Linked DNA regions of Mus musculus: region 1 is linked to region 2. A link is a contact called in public Micro-C data. All regions are on one chromosome and are shown on one strand. Each heading gives the region's core, a stretch centred on a gene start, on an enhancer-like site or on the middle of the called end of the contact. The rest is flanking DNA. Distances are from core to core; before and after follow the strand shown. Region 1 holds the start of 3110009E18Rik (RIKEN cDNA 3110009E18 gene). Region 2 overlaps Ralb (v-ral simian leukemia viral oncogene B).

Evidence for each region. Hi-C and Micro-C count contacts between places; a contact is called where the count stands out from the background.
Region 1: a Micro-C map of the G1E-ER4 cell line shows a contact between it and region 2. The contact joins the promoter of 3110009E18Rik here to the enhancer-like site in region 2. A contact is called at or near these places in 2 of 39 promoter capture datasets (the C10 cell line and the HPC-7 cell line), 1 of 484 Hi-C or Micro-C datasets (the G1E-ER4 cell line) and 1 of 115 datasets of contacts at active chromatin or transcription factors (stem cell-derived neural progenitor cells).

Annotation. Positions count from the first base shown.
Region 1 is chr1:120,117,560-120,123,890 of GRCm38.p6, reverse strand. It overlaps 3110009E18Rik (RIKEN cDNA 3110009E18 gene), which reads right to left and starts at 2,704. Exons shown (of 6, transcript NM_028439.2): 1 at 2,674-2,704. Dbi (diazepam binding inhibitor) reads left to right here and starts at 2,795. Exons shown (of 4, transcript NM_007830.4): 1 at 2,795-2,946; 2 at 3,879-3,996. The coding sequence starts at 2,938.
Region 2 is chr1:119,472,211-119,478,355 of GRCm38.p6, reverse strand. It overlaps Ralb (v-ral simian leukemia viral oncogene B), which reads left to right. Exons shown (of 5, transcript NM_022327.5): 3 at 233-441; 4 at 2,284-2,461. Among named protein-coding and RNA genes, the nearest start is that of Gm46145, 21 kb to the right of the region's middle. Within about 2 kb of position 1,250, at least 32 of the 459 cell types and tissues checked have an H3K27ac peak or open chromatin away from gene starts, as enhancers often do. A contact at or near this core is called in the G1E-ER4 cell line and the HPC-7 cell line, where this site is marked.

The sequences.
Region 1 (6,331 bases), core at 1,455-3,954, 640 kb before region 2:
GCCATCTTGCCAATCCCTGCAGTTTACTTTTAAAAATTAAATTCCAAATGCTGAAAAGGCTCAGACAATAAAGTGCTTGCCACACAGGCATGAAAATCTTTGAGTTCAATTTCTACAAACCATGCAAAAACAGTCAGGCATGGTGGCATGCAGTACCTGTGCTGGGGAGACAGAAAAAGAAGGGTCCTTGGGGCTCACCGGCCCAGACAGTCTAGCCTGCTTACTTGGTAAGTTCGAGGACAACGGAGTCACTGTCTCCAAAACAAATGGAAGGCACTCAAGGAATAATAGACCAAGTTTTTCTAAGGCCTCCAAATGCCATCCTAGCTCCCTGGGGAAGAAGCACGAAGGGCAGGCTTAGCAGTGACGTTCCCATAGCTGAGACACCAACAAAGAGTTGCTGAGCAGCAAGGGAAGGAGGCACAAGGTGTGCTGAGAAGCATGGCCTCAGGCTCTCTGACACGGTGCCTGGGAAACTCTACAAGGATACCTTCTTTTGTCCCCTCTGGCTCAAGAGAGCTTAGCTCCCAAGGGTCCACACCCTTCAGCATGTCCCTCACCTCCTTGAAATAATTTTTGTACCCTCATCTGGAACCACTACCTGGAATTAATAAAGTGAGTTATATTCCTACAAGCAACCAACAACTCAACCTGGAACTACATACAGACTGGCATACTACATACATACAGACTACATACAGATAACGGCAACATGCCCACGGATCCACTGACCGCATGGGAGTCCAGTCAAAGCTCTGTGGAGTCACTTCCTCTTTCAGAAGTGACAAAGAAAACATCGACATTTTTTATACTTCACAGGCAATTTCTCCAAACTCACCTCCAACATTTTTGTTACTTTTGCTTTCTAAGCAAAGTGACTTACAAACTAACAAATCTACCTGTGTTCCCTGCAATTAAAGTTCTCCTTCCCAAACACTCCACAAAACATGACCGAAGCTGCTGGTGACATCTGAAGGCTCGGACTTAAGTTTTCTACTTTTGCGGGGCTGGGAATGGAACCCAGGATCTCACATATACTAGGCAGACAGACTCTCTCCAGCACCGAGCAGCAGCCCTAGCCCTGCCTTTGCAAACCACTACAGCTGTGATGAGGGGGCAGGTAGACAGGGTGGCAAACTGTGGCCCAGGCCTCTGGCCACACATTAGGAAGTGAGAAGAGACTATCTCCCTTTTGTAATGACCTCCAGAGAATTTTCTATCACCCCTCTCTTTCACCTTTGTATCCATTGCCAGAAAGTTCTTTCAGCCCTCTAAATCCTCCCGCCCACTTGTGCTGTCGCCCTTCCTCCTTCTCCCATGGAGCCAAGGCCCCTATAGCACCATCACCTCTGTTGAAAAGTCCCCTCCCCACCCCATGACTCCATCAGAATGACTGCCTGCATGCCCAAAATGAACAACCTCTGCCATCACCTATTCAGCTTACTTCGTTCTTACTTCTGCAGCTCTGTCGTGTTTTACTTAGTTGTACTTCCTCATTGCCCCGCTGTAGTCTTTTGTCCCGGGACACATATTCTTGGATTTGAATGCCGTCTAAACTCAACCCTCTGAACCTGCTGTGCACTCCTAAGCATGTTCTCCCTAACACTCTGGGTTTTCTCAATTTCTCTGACCTCCGTGTCTAGCTTAAAAGGCATAACTTAGGCAGAGGCAGGCGGATTTCTGAGTTCGAGACCAGCCAGAGCTATACAGAGAACCCCTGTCTTGAAAAACCAAAAAAAAAAAAAAAAAAAAAAAAGGCAAAACTTTTCCCCAGTCTCCTCTCCCCAGTGGATGTCAACATTTTCAGCTTGTCTGTCCTGTGGGTTTTTTACCTCAAACTTTTAATATAATTGTCCTCAAGCTTCCTTCCGAATCAGTTTTAAATTATTTCACTAATGAGACTAAGAATTCAAAGACCTCAGTGTCCACAGTAACTCCTGCTTACTCCTGCTTCTGCTAGAATGCTCCTTCCGACTTGCAGGACTCGCTCAAACAGCATCTTCTCCCCAACCCCTCTCCACACACATCAGTTATAACTTCCAACTCTTTACTTTTTAAACTAAATCAACTATGAACCCACTATAAGACGCTGCAAAGTAGCAAAGATTCGTCTGTTTGTCCTCTGCTGCGTGTCCAAGGTCTAGGAGTCGGCAAGCATCAGGTCACGTGTTTAAAAACCATTTGAAAAGTTATTCACTTAACCAAGGCTCGATGGGCACCTCTTCTTGTGCAAGTTTGTTATATCACATTGTCTCCGCCTTTATAAAGCACTGATGGAACACAAGACTGCGTTAGGGGTGCAGGACCGACAAGTATGGGCAATGTCAAAGAATATGCCAGAAGTTCAGAAGAAAAGGCCTAGATATGGACTTGGTCCAGCGGGCCACCATTGCGCTGTGCACCGGGGATTCTTCCCTGGATTTTCCGAAAGGGGTCGGGGCATCCCATTTTCTAGTCGGATAATTTACTCAACCAGCGATGCAACTTCCGGCCTCTTTCCAATCCGCATGAGAGTTAAAGGGAAAGAATCATACTGATTTCTGCTCTCCTCCCGCAGCACCCCATTTCACGCGTTCTCAGTGCCTGCTAGCTCCTGCCCAACTGCCCTGACGGAGAATGTCCCGTCCGTCCCTTCCCCCACGGAAAAAAAAAAAAAAACGAAACGCGTCCCACCTGCTCCCAACGTGCCCCGCGGCTCCTCCCCGCGCGTGCGCAATAAACTCCCTCTTGGGTCCGGGAAGGGTTGGAGCGCTCCGCTAGGATGGACACGCCCCCGAAAGCAGATCCGACTTCTGATTGGCTGCTGCCGCTCGCCCGAGCTCAGTTGGAACGCCGGGGTTGTGCTTTTAAAGGCGCTAGCTGGTGCGCTCTGTGACTTGATTGCTGCTGCTTCTGAGCTTGCTCCCGCGCTTTCGGCATCCGTATCACCTCACCAGTATGTCTCAGGTACTGCGTGTGCCCCGCCGGGCTGCGAAGATGCTGTGGGTTTGGGGACAGCCGGGTCTATTTCCTCAGATATCCCGCAGCTCTTCTGGGATCCGAGCCCAGCTCATAGCCTGGGGAGCGGAACTTTTTCCCTTGCAGATATGTAAAACTGCCACCCACGCCGGAACTGCCAGAGAGTTGCCGGTGGGCTGAACTCCTGGGTGAAGCAGGAACAGGGTCCTCGAAAGAAAGATGGGGCGTAAGAGGGAAGGAAGGACAGGGAAGATTGAATCCCACACTGGGAAGAACCGAATGGAATAGAGGGGCACTCATACAGGCCCTGGCTGAAGAGCCTGGAGGTCGGGGAAGGTATTTAGTCTTGTGCCTGGCCTGCCCCTGTACAGAAGAGATGTGAGTAGGTGAGGTGGTCCAGAAGCCTTTTCCTTCCCTCCAGTGGAGACCACTACCGAGGACTGAGCCCTGTAGGGCGATCTCTGACTCCTCCCACTTGCCTCTCCCTAATCTGGGCACTGGGACAGAGGTCAACGCTGAACTCCAGGCCCCTGTAGGAAGGGACCAGCTGGCTCCAGACACTGGATTCCACCGCATTCCTCTCCTGAACTCTGATCGACTGTTTTGATCACACCACGTTTCCCCTTACTGCCCAGTCAATCTCCGCTGATCATAGGTCGGGCTTTACTGGAACCCCAGCAATTGTTGGATCTGGGCCAGTGGTGGCCCAGGCAGTTAGTTGGGCAAGAAAATTTTCAAGGGCGTGCACTTCCACTGTGAGCCAAAACTATTCCCAGCACTTGACACAGTGCTGTAACTGCTTGAGTGGACAGGTGGGCCTTAGGGAATCCTGGCAAGAAGAGGGAATATGGGAGGCATCCCTGGGCCTCTCCCACTCAGGCAACCTACATCTCGTTCCTCTCCCTCTCCCTCACTCTTAGGCTGAATTTGACAAAGCCGCTGAGGAGGTGAAGCGCCTCAAGACTCAGCCAACTGATGAAGAGATGCTGTTCATCTACAGTCACTTCAAACAAGCTACTGTGGGCGATGTAAATACAGGTATGCCCAGCTTCTCATCAGAGCGGGCCAAGTTGGCTCGGCAGCCCGGGAGTCTGAGAACTTCGCCTTCCGACTGCCAGAGGCAGGCTGTGATGACAGAACATTGGTATGGAGACCTTAAGCTGAGAGATTGTCACCTGCAAAGACCATCTCCCTAAACTCTTAGTGACTCTGGGAGCAGAGTCAGTGTGGGTTTACAAGGACTTTACTGATTATCTCAGCATCTACTCTGAAGGCAGCAAAGGCTCCAGCCTTGTTGCTCAGCAGTCGCTTTCTCGAGCCTCCCGTTTCCATCAGATGAACAGGGTCATGGAGTGCTTGGCCTCTTTCCCAAGCCGAATAGATGAGCAGATACATCATATCTGGTACCCTGGGGCAAGGCAGAAGTGCTGCTGGCCCAAGTCTGCCCTATCCAGGTGACTTTTCTCCCTATCCAAAAATCTTGGGCAGATTTTTCTTTTTTGCCAAGTATTGTAGGTTGATGGGCCAGCCTGTCTCTGCCTCTCCAGCACTGTTATAAGCACAGGCTGCTGCGTGGCCTTATATTTGTTTCCCTCCCACATGGGTTCCGGGAGTCAAACTCACACCCTCGTACTTTACTGGCTGGCCTGTCTCTCCAGCCCCTTGGTATAGCTTTTGAAACTATGCTGTGGGTTACCTTAGTCTATGATACTGTCTTTTCTGTGCCTTGAGCAGTGGCTATAGCCTGAGATAGCAACACAGTGTGTTCCAGCAAGGACTCATGACAGCATAGAAGAAAATGTATGCCTCAGTCACCCACCAAGCATGGCCTCCAATTCCACTGGAGCTGGAGTGGCTAGCCAAGCAGGTCAGAGATTTGAGGGCTTATAAACATCCAGGAAGGAGAAGCCAGTGGGAAGGGAACAGAGAGCTGTGGATGCTTTCTGCTAGATAGTATTTTCCCAGAGCCTGGCCTCTAGCCACGCTATTGGTACTTGCTGGAATATAAGCATCAGTAGACTAGCTTGGAATCCACCCTTGCCTGGTCAGGGAACCGGCTTGTTTGTTTGTTTGTTTTTTGCTGTACTGGTTCAATACAACAAAGACTAGCCACAAGTGGTTATATGGGTTTTAGCTGAAAACAGCTAAACCTAAGTAATGCCAAAAGGCCAGTCTGTAGCTATGCAAGCTGTGTTTCAAGGGCTCAGTGGCCACAGGGGGCAAGCGGCTTCTGAATTAGACGTTGCAGGGATCACCGAAATGGCTAGCAGGTTCTCGCTGCCATGCCTGACTATCTAAAGGAGCCACTTGGTGAAAGGAGAGAATTGACTCCCAAAAGTTGTCCACTGGCTTCCACACCTGCACAGTGGTGTGCACACTTGGCGTGTTGGCAAGTATACGCTTCCATCTAAGGAGAACTTCCTCTGAGGCAGGGAGTCTTCCTCTGAGGCTCTGAGGGTTCCTTTGCAGTCACAGTCTTCCAGTGAGGTTCCTGGAACTTATTTTTCTCAGACTCAGTGCCCCAAGCTGCACACTCTGCAGTTTCTGCTCCTAGCAATGAAATTGTCCCCCAAGGAAGGATGGTGAAAGGCCTTTCCAAAAGCAGGTGCTCTGGAAGCAGCGTGGTCCTCAGACAAAACCTCCAGATACAACAAGAAGGAGTCCAGCGATGTGTGGAAATAGGGCCAGATTATAAAGACAAGTACAGGCAAGGACGGCAGAGCCCCACCCCCACCCCCACCCCCTCAGATAATAGCAATGTAGCTCGAAGGGAAACCAGCAAGCTGAAAGGGGGATGGGGAGAGACCCTAAAAGCTCTCTTTAGATTTGTTGTTGTTTTAATTTCATGTTCATGTTTTAATTTCAATTGGTGTATTGCCTGCATGTCTATCTGTTTGAGAGTTATCAGATCCCCTGGAACTGGAGTTACAATTGAGAGCTACCATGTGGGTGCTGGAAATTGAACCTAGGCCGTCTGGAAGAGCATCCAGTGCTCTTACGTGCTGAGCCGCCTCTCCGGCCTTATTTTATTTTATTTTATTATTTTATTTTTTCAGAATGTTTGGATTCTGAACCACACGAATGGGTGTTTGTTTATTTATCTTGGTTAAAGTAGAAGTTTGGTTTGGTTTTGAGGATTTTTAGTCTTTGCACTCCCCCACCCCCTATTTTGTTTAAGACAGAGTCTTATGTAGCCGAGGCTGGCCCAGATTCACTATATAGCCAAAAATAACATTGAATTTCTGATCCTCCTGCTTCCACCTTCCAGATATTAATTCCCATGCCCAGTTTATCTGGTGCTGGTGCTAGGACCCAGGGTTGGGAGCATGATAGGCAAGCGCTCTGCCAACTCAGCCACATTCCCAGCCCTTGT
Region 2 (6,145 bases), core at 1-2,500:
ATTCCAACATTTGGAAAGTAGAGACAGGAGGTTCAAGACCAGCCTGAGCCACATCGTGTGACCCTGTTGAAGGAAGGAAGGAAGGAGTGGGTTGTTTGCATTCTTCAGTGTCTTCTCTGGGTGTAATAGCTCTAGACTCTTAGTGAATACAAAGCTGATTGCAAAGCATTCAGACGTAGTGATGTAGTCGGGGTGCCGACTGTACTCCTTAATTCTGACTGCTTCCCCCCAGTTTGTAGAAGACTATGAGCCCACCAAAGCTGACAGTTACAGAAAGAAGGTGGTTCTCGACGGAGAAGAGGTCCAGATAGACATCCTGGACACCGCTGGCCAGGAGGACTATGCGGCCATCCGTGACAACTACTTCCGAAGCGGAGAAGGCTTTCTGCTGGTGTTCTCCATCACAGAGCACGAGTCTTTCACAGCCACAGCCGAGTTCAGGTGTGCTTGACTGGGGAGAGCCTGGCCCTGACCCTCCTGCCCGGCGGCTGAGGGCGAGGGATCCGGGGTCGAGTGGCCTAGTGATGGCCGGGCTCTGATGAGGAAGAACTCTGCCGTAGGGTTCTCTGAATCTTGTTACACTTTGGTCTACTATTGTTTCTGTTTCTTTGGGCATCCATGTTTTAGGATTTCTGCACATACCTTTTTTAAAAGGTGGACTTATTTTTATTTATGTGTACTGGTGTTTTGCCTACTGTATGTCTGTGTACCAAGTGTGTGCAGTACATACAAGGGCCAAAGAGTTCTGAGCGTGCCAATAGACCCCAAAGTTGTCTGCAAGAGCAGCCAGTGTTCCCAACTCCAAATTCTGTTATAAAGAAATAGTGAGCATTGGGGGGTACTTCTTCTGTAGCTGGTTCTTCACCACACCACACAAGCTTTCCCACTTTCTTATATAATTGCAAATTTTTTCATCGACTCCCCTTAAGGACAGAATACCCTAGTTAGTCCGCTTATCAGAAAAGAAGTTACTGTGGTTTGTGGTTTCTGAGGCTACCAACCACGATCATGTGGCCTGTTGCTCTGGGCCCAGGGGTAGGGGGCATGCAGCATGGTGGGGGTTATGTTACTGAAGGCTTGTGTGGTACACGGCAGCTGGGGTGCAAAAGAGGGAGTCTAGAGTCCCAGTGTCCCTTCCCAGGGCACACCCCAGAGACCTATCTTCTTCCCACCAGGCCCTGCCTCCTAAAGGTCTCTAAAGAGCTGAAGGTTCTGGCTTGCTTTCTGCAGCTGCGGTGTGTGTATGGAGGAGACGCACAGCAGAGAACTCAGCGTGAGCTCTTGCGGCTGCAGATTTTTTTTGAGCATTCAGGAAGTTTCTATGTGGGTAACACTTTTGTGATCACAACTGTGTTTCCTCTTCATAATCTGATTTTGAGGCCATCCCGGAGATAAAACAGGATGTCTGTACACACTGCTTTCTTCTCTCCCTTGTGCCTGTATTGGAATTACTAAGCATTTTTGTGAGCTGTTGCTTTGGGTTTGATTGGATTTTTTTGTTTTGTTTGTTGTTTTAAGTAGTGTCTCATGAAGCCTTAAACTTACTATGTAGCTAAGATGACCATGAACTTCTGGTCTTCCTGTCTCCTGGGTTTACAGGCGTGTAGCACCATGCCTGCCTGTAGAGTGCTGAGAAGGAACCAGGGGTGGGGGGTGGGGAGGGGCTCTGTGTATACAGTGGGAGCACCCTGCCATCTGGGCCATGTCCCCGAGATTCACAGAGGGTTTCTTCCTGACTTCCCTCTCCCTTTCTCTTTGACCCCATAAATTGGGGGACTCCGTTGAGATGCAGACTCCTGACTTCCTATGCAGACATCTCTTTTGTAGGAGTATGGGGCAGAGAAATCCGTACCTGGGAGAGACCAGATGATCATAATGGACGAAAGCTAAGGGCCAGCCTGGAAAAGCCCCTGCTAGTAGACACCCATTTTGAAATCTCCCGATGGAATGATTTCTCTTGTTCTTTACCGAGGGCTTTAGATGCTCTGTAAACCCCGAGGCACCTGGCAGCTACTTGTAAAGCTGACTTCATATGCCAGCTTTTAAACAAAACAAAGCAACTTTATTTATTTGTGCGCTGTGCGTGCACCGGCATACATACCATAGTTCACGTGGAGGAAGGAGGACAACCTGCAGGAACCAGTTATCACCACTCACAGTGTAGATCAAACCCAGGTCCTCAGACTGCCTTGGAGGCAAGCACTCAGCCGCTGAGCCGTCCTGGTGCCTCTCCCGCCAGTTTTGGCTTTCTTAACCACACTGTTCTTGCCGCACCGTCCCTAGGGAACAGATTCTCCGAGTCAAGTCAGAGGAGGACAAGATCCCACTGCTGGTCGTGGGCAACAAGTCCGACCTGGAGGAGCGGAGGCAGGTGCCTGTGGACGAGGCCCGAGGCAAAGCGGAGGAGTGGGGTGTGCAGTACGTGGAGACATCTGCAAAGACCCGCGCCAATGTGGACAAGGTAGGACGAGTTCTGGAGGCTTCTCAGAATCTGGCTTTTGCTGTCTCAAGACACAGCCATCTCGTTTGCTTGGCTTTTAATTTTATTTCAACTCTGTGTGTGTGTGTGTGTCTATCTATGTAGGGGTATGTGAATGTAGGTGCTTATAGAAGTAAGAAAAATCCCCTGGAATTGAAGTTGCAGGTAGCTGTGAACTGTCTGATGTGGGTACCGGGAACTGAATTCAGGCTCTCTGCATGAGTGGCACTCTCTCCTGACCACTCAGCCACTGTGGCTGCTGCCTCTGCTACCACTGCCCCCTTCTTCTTCCTCCTCTTCTCCTCCTTTTCCTCCTTTCTTCCTCCTCTTCTTCCTCCTTCTCTTTCTTTTTTCTCCTCTTCCTTCTCCTCCTCCTCTTTCTCCTCCACCTTTTTTCTTTTGACAGGGTCTCGTACCACCCGCAGTCTGACCTCAAGCTTGGTTATGTAGGCAGTGTCACACCTGCAGTCTGACCTCAAGCTTGGTTATGTAGGCAGTGTCACACCCGCAGTCTGACCTCAAGCTTGGTTATGTTGGCAGTGTCACACCCGCAGTCTGACCTCAAGCTTGGTTATGTAGGCAGTGATGACTTTCTAGTCCTTCTGCCTCCATCTCCCAAGTGCTAGCATTCAAGCTTTGTGCCATCACAGTTGACTTGTCATTTTTCTGTTTTCCTTTTTCTTTTTTCATCCTTTTTTTTTTTGTTTTGTTTGAAAGTCTCACACAGGCTAGCCTAGAGCTCCGTAAGTAGCTGAAGAGACCCTTGAACTTGTGATCTTCCAGCCTCCAGCCCTCTACCTTCCAGCACTGGAATGACAGGCGGGCATCATAGCACCCGGTTTATGCAGTGCTGGGAATGGAACCCAGGGCTCTACACAATCACATGACCGCCCTGTGGTTTTTCTTTTACATCAGAGTTCAGAGTGTTAGCACACAGTTGAAGTAGGTGCCTTACAGCTGAACTTCACGCCGTTTTCCCATGCTGTGCTGTGGGCTCTTACTTCACATCCTGGGCTTGTGAAATCAGTGCAGAGCCAGGGCAGGCAGAACAGAAGGGCTATGTCTGCACCCAGTTATGCTCGGCCACAGATCTGTCTACCTCTTCTTGTTCTCAGTTCACACTGTAGCCCAGGCTAGCGCTGTGGGATGTCACTCCCTCTCTTTGTACCCTACCAAGGAGAGCTGTTTGACTAGCTGGTTCTAGAAGAGGGCTGAGTACTCTCAAGGGACATTCGGAGGACCTGGCTTTAAGAGCTTGGTGCTCTCTGTAGCCTGGGGCACAGTGAGTTGTGTTCCATCGTCAGCTAGATTTTGGTTATCATGTGGGCCCCAGGGAATTGAGTTCACGTTGCCAGGTTCTTATCCTCCACCGCACCATGTCCCTGGTTCTGTCTGTCTGCCTGTCTTCTGTCTATGTGTGTATGTGTGTGTCTATCTATCTATCTATCTATCTATCTAGACAGGGTCTCATATGCTCTAGACTGACCTGTAGATCTCGTGTGTGTGTAAGGAGTGCTAGAAACACAGGTGTGGACCGTTGCACCTGGTTTGTGGGTGTCAGGGTGGACCCCAGTGCTTGGCAAGCCCTCTCCCAGCTGCCGTATCCCAGCATCTTTGTTTTCTTTACATTGTTATCTGAACTCTCACGTTGCTTCTTATGATGCTCAGACTTCTGTTCCTAGCTGAGGGAAATACAGAGGGCATCCAGGTATAGCCTTAGTCTTCTCTGGAGAGGAGGAGGGTGCATGTTTGAGACAAGGTGTAGTGCTAGTTGTCCTCTGCCTCCCACACCCGGACTAAGGCTTTATGTTTTAAAACCAAGAAGGCTGTCTGGTCATGGTAGCACATGCCTTTGATCCCGCTACTCAGAAGGCAGGAGCTGGCAGATCTCTGTGAGTTCAAGGCCAGCATAGTCTACTTAAGGAGACCTTGTCTAAACAACAACAATGAAACAAAACACAGACTTTTTCAGTATGAAAATGCTGACGTTTTTGAGAAGGCTGGAGTCAGTGCTCTGGGATCTCATTCTGGGGCGGGGTGCACAACATCATGTCCCCCTCCTCTCCCTGGACAACCTTTGACCTGCAGGAAAAACCCAGCAGGAACTTGTAACAGGTAATAAGTTTTTTTCAGTAAACACTTCCCTTCAGAAAGGCCGCGGAGATAGATGCCCAGCCCAGGATCAGTGTGGGCCGCTTTTGGTTGAATGCTCCACAGGCCTCCCTGCCTTTTATCACAGGATGAAACCAAAGTCTGTGGTTTGGACCCAGGGCTGTGCTAGCAAAACGGGGTGTAGACATCAGCCTGAGACACTTAGGGTTCCCTTCCCTGGGGCTGGGGTTCATGTAAGCTCACATGAGAGGCATAACAGGAAAGCAGTCTTGTTTTGCTTCATTTCTGAAACAGTAATTTATATGCCCAGACTAGTTTCAAATTTCAAATTTGTTGTATAGTCAAGTTGACCTTGAACTTTGAACCTTTCTAGACCTGTGACATCACACATGACTTCTCTCTCTCTCTCTCTCTCTCTCTCTCTCTCTCTCTCTCTCTCTTTCTCTCTGTTAGTTTTATTTTTTTTTTCTTTATTGAAAATAATGACAGGGTCTCTTCTCCGCCAGGCTAACCTCTAGCTCAGTATGTAGCTGAGGAGGACTTGAACTCCCGATCTTCCTATCTCTGCCTCCTGTGTTCTAGGATTACAGGTGTGCATGCCTGGTTTGTGCAGTGCTGGGGATCCCATCCAGGGGCTTGTGTATGCCAGGCAGCTGCTCTGCCACCTCAGCCCCAGCCCCAGCCCCAGCCCCAGCTTTTGCTTGCTTTTCCCTTTGGTTCGTCTCTGAGAATCAGCGCAGAGATGGCGGAGATGGAAAAGCTAGTGTTCTTTGTCCTGCTTCCAGTTCTGTGGGAAATCTCCAGTGTGTCTTTGCAGGGAGCGTATTTTGTCTGCCAGGGTTTAATCAGTCCCTTGGCAATTGCTGGTCGCAGAGGGTGAAACCCAAACCTCACTGACACATGATAACGCCCGTCTAGATAATTCGCAGTGGCTCGTCTTTCTTGATAACATTCTTCTTGGCAGTGGGGGGTGGAAATGGGGGTGTGGGGCTGAGGTACGGGAGGAGGAACGCTGTGATAAGACTTCACTTTCTTCTTTCTCCCAGCTCTCCAGTTCAGGAACCTGCCTTCCTCACTCCTGCCCCCTTGCTTTCCTAGATTTGCCCTTGGTGGCTTTCAAAGTAGGATTTGGGGAGGGGCAAATCATTTATAATGCCATTCCAGCCTTTGTAGTTCAACAAGGTATGGTGACGTGGGACAAAGCAGAGATTCACCCTTTATTTCTTCTCTCTCTCTCTCTCTCTCTCTCTCTCTCTCTCTCTCTCTCTGTGTGTGTGTGTGTGTGTGTGTGTGTGTGTGTGTGTGTGTGTGTGTGTGTATACACATGTTCATACCATCAGGTCATTGTGCTCAGTGGCAGGGGACTCTGCCTGATGAGGCTGCCCTTCACCTTTCTTGGAAATAGGAGGCAGACACTCACAGGCCATATCCCTTCAAATGTTTGAATTTCGCACACCATTTCAAAAACCATGCTTGCCAAAGCACATTTCACCCTTAGTATATAATTAAGAAGAGATCCGGCGACGGTGACAGGCTCTTCCTGTCCATGACAGC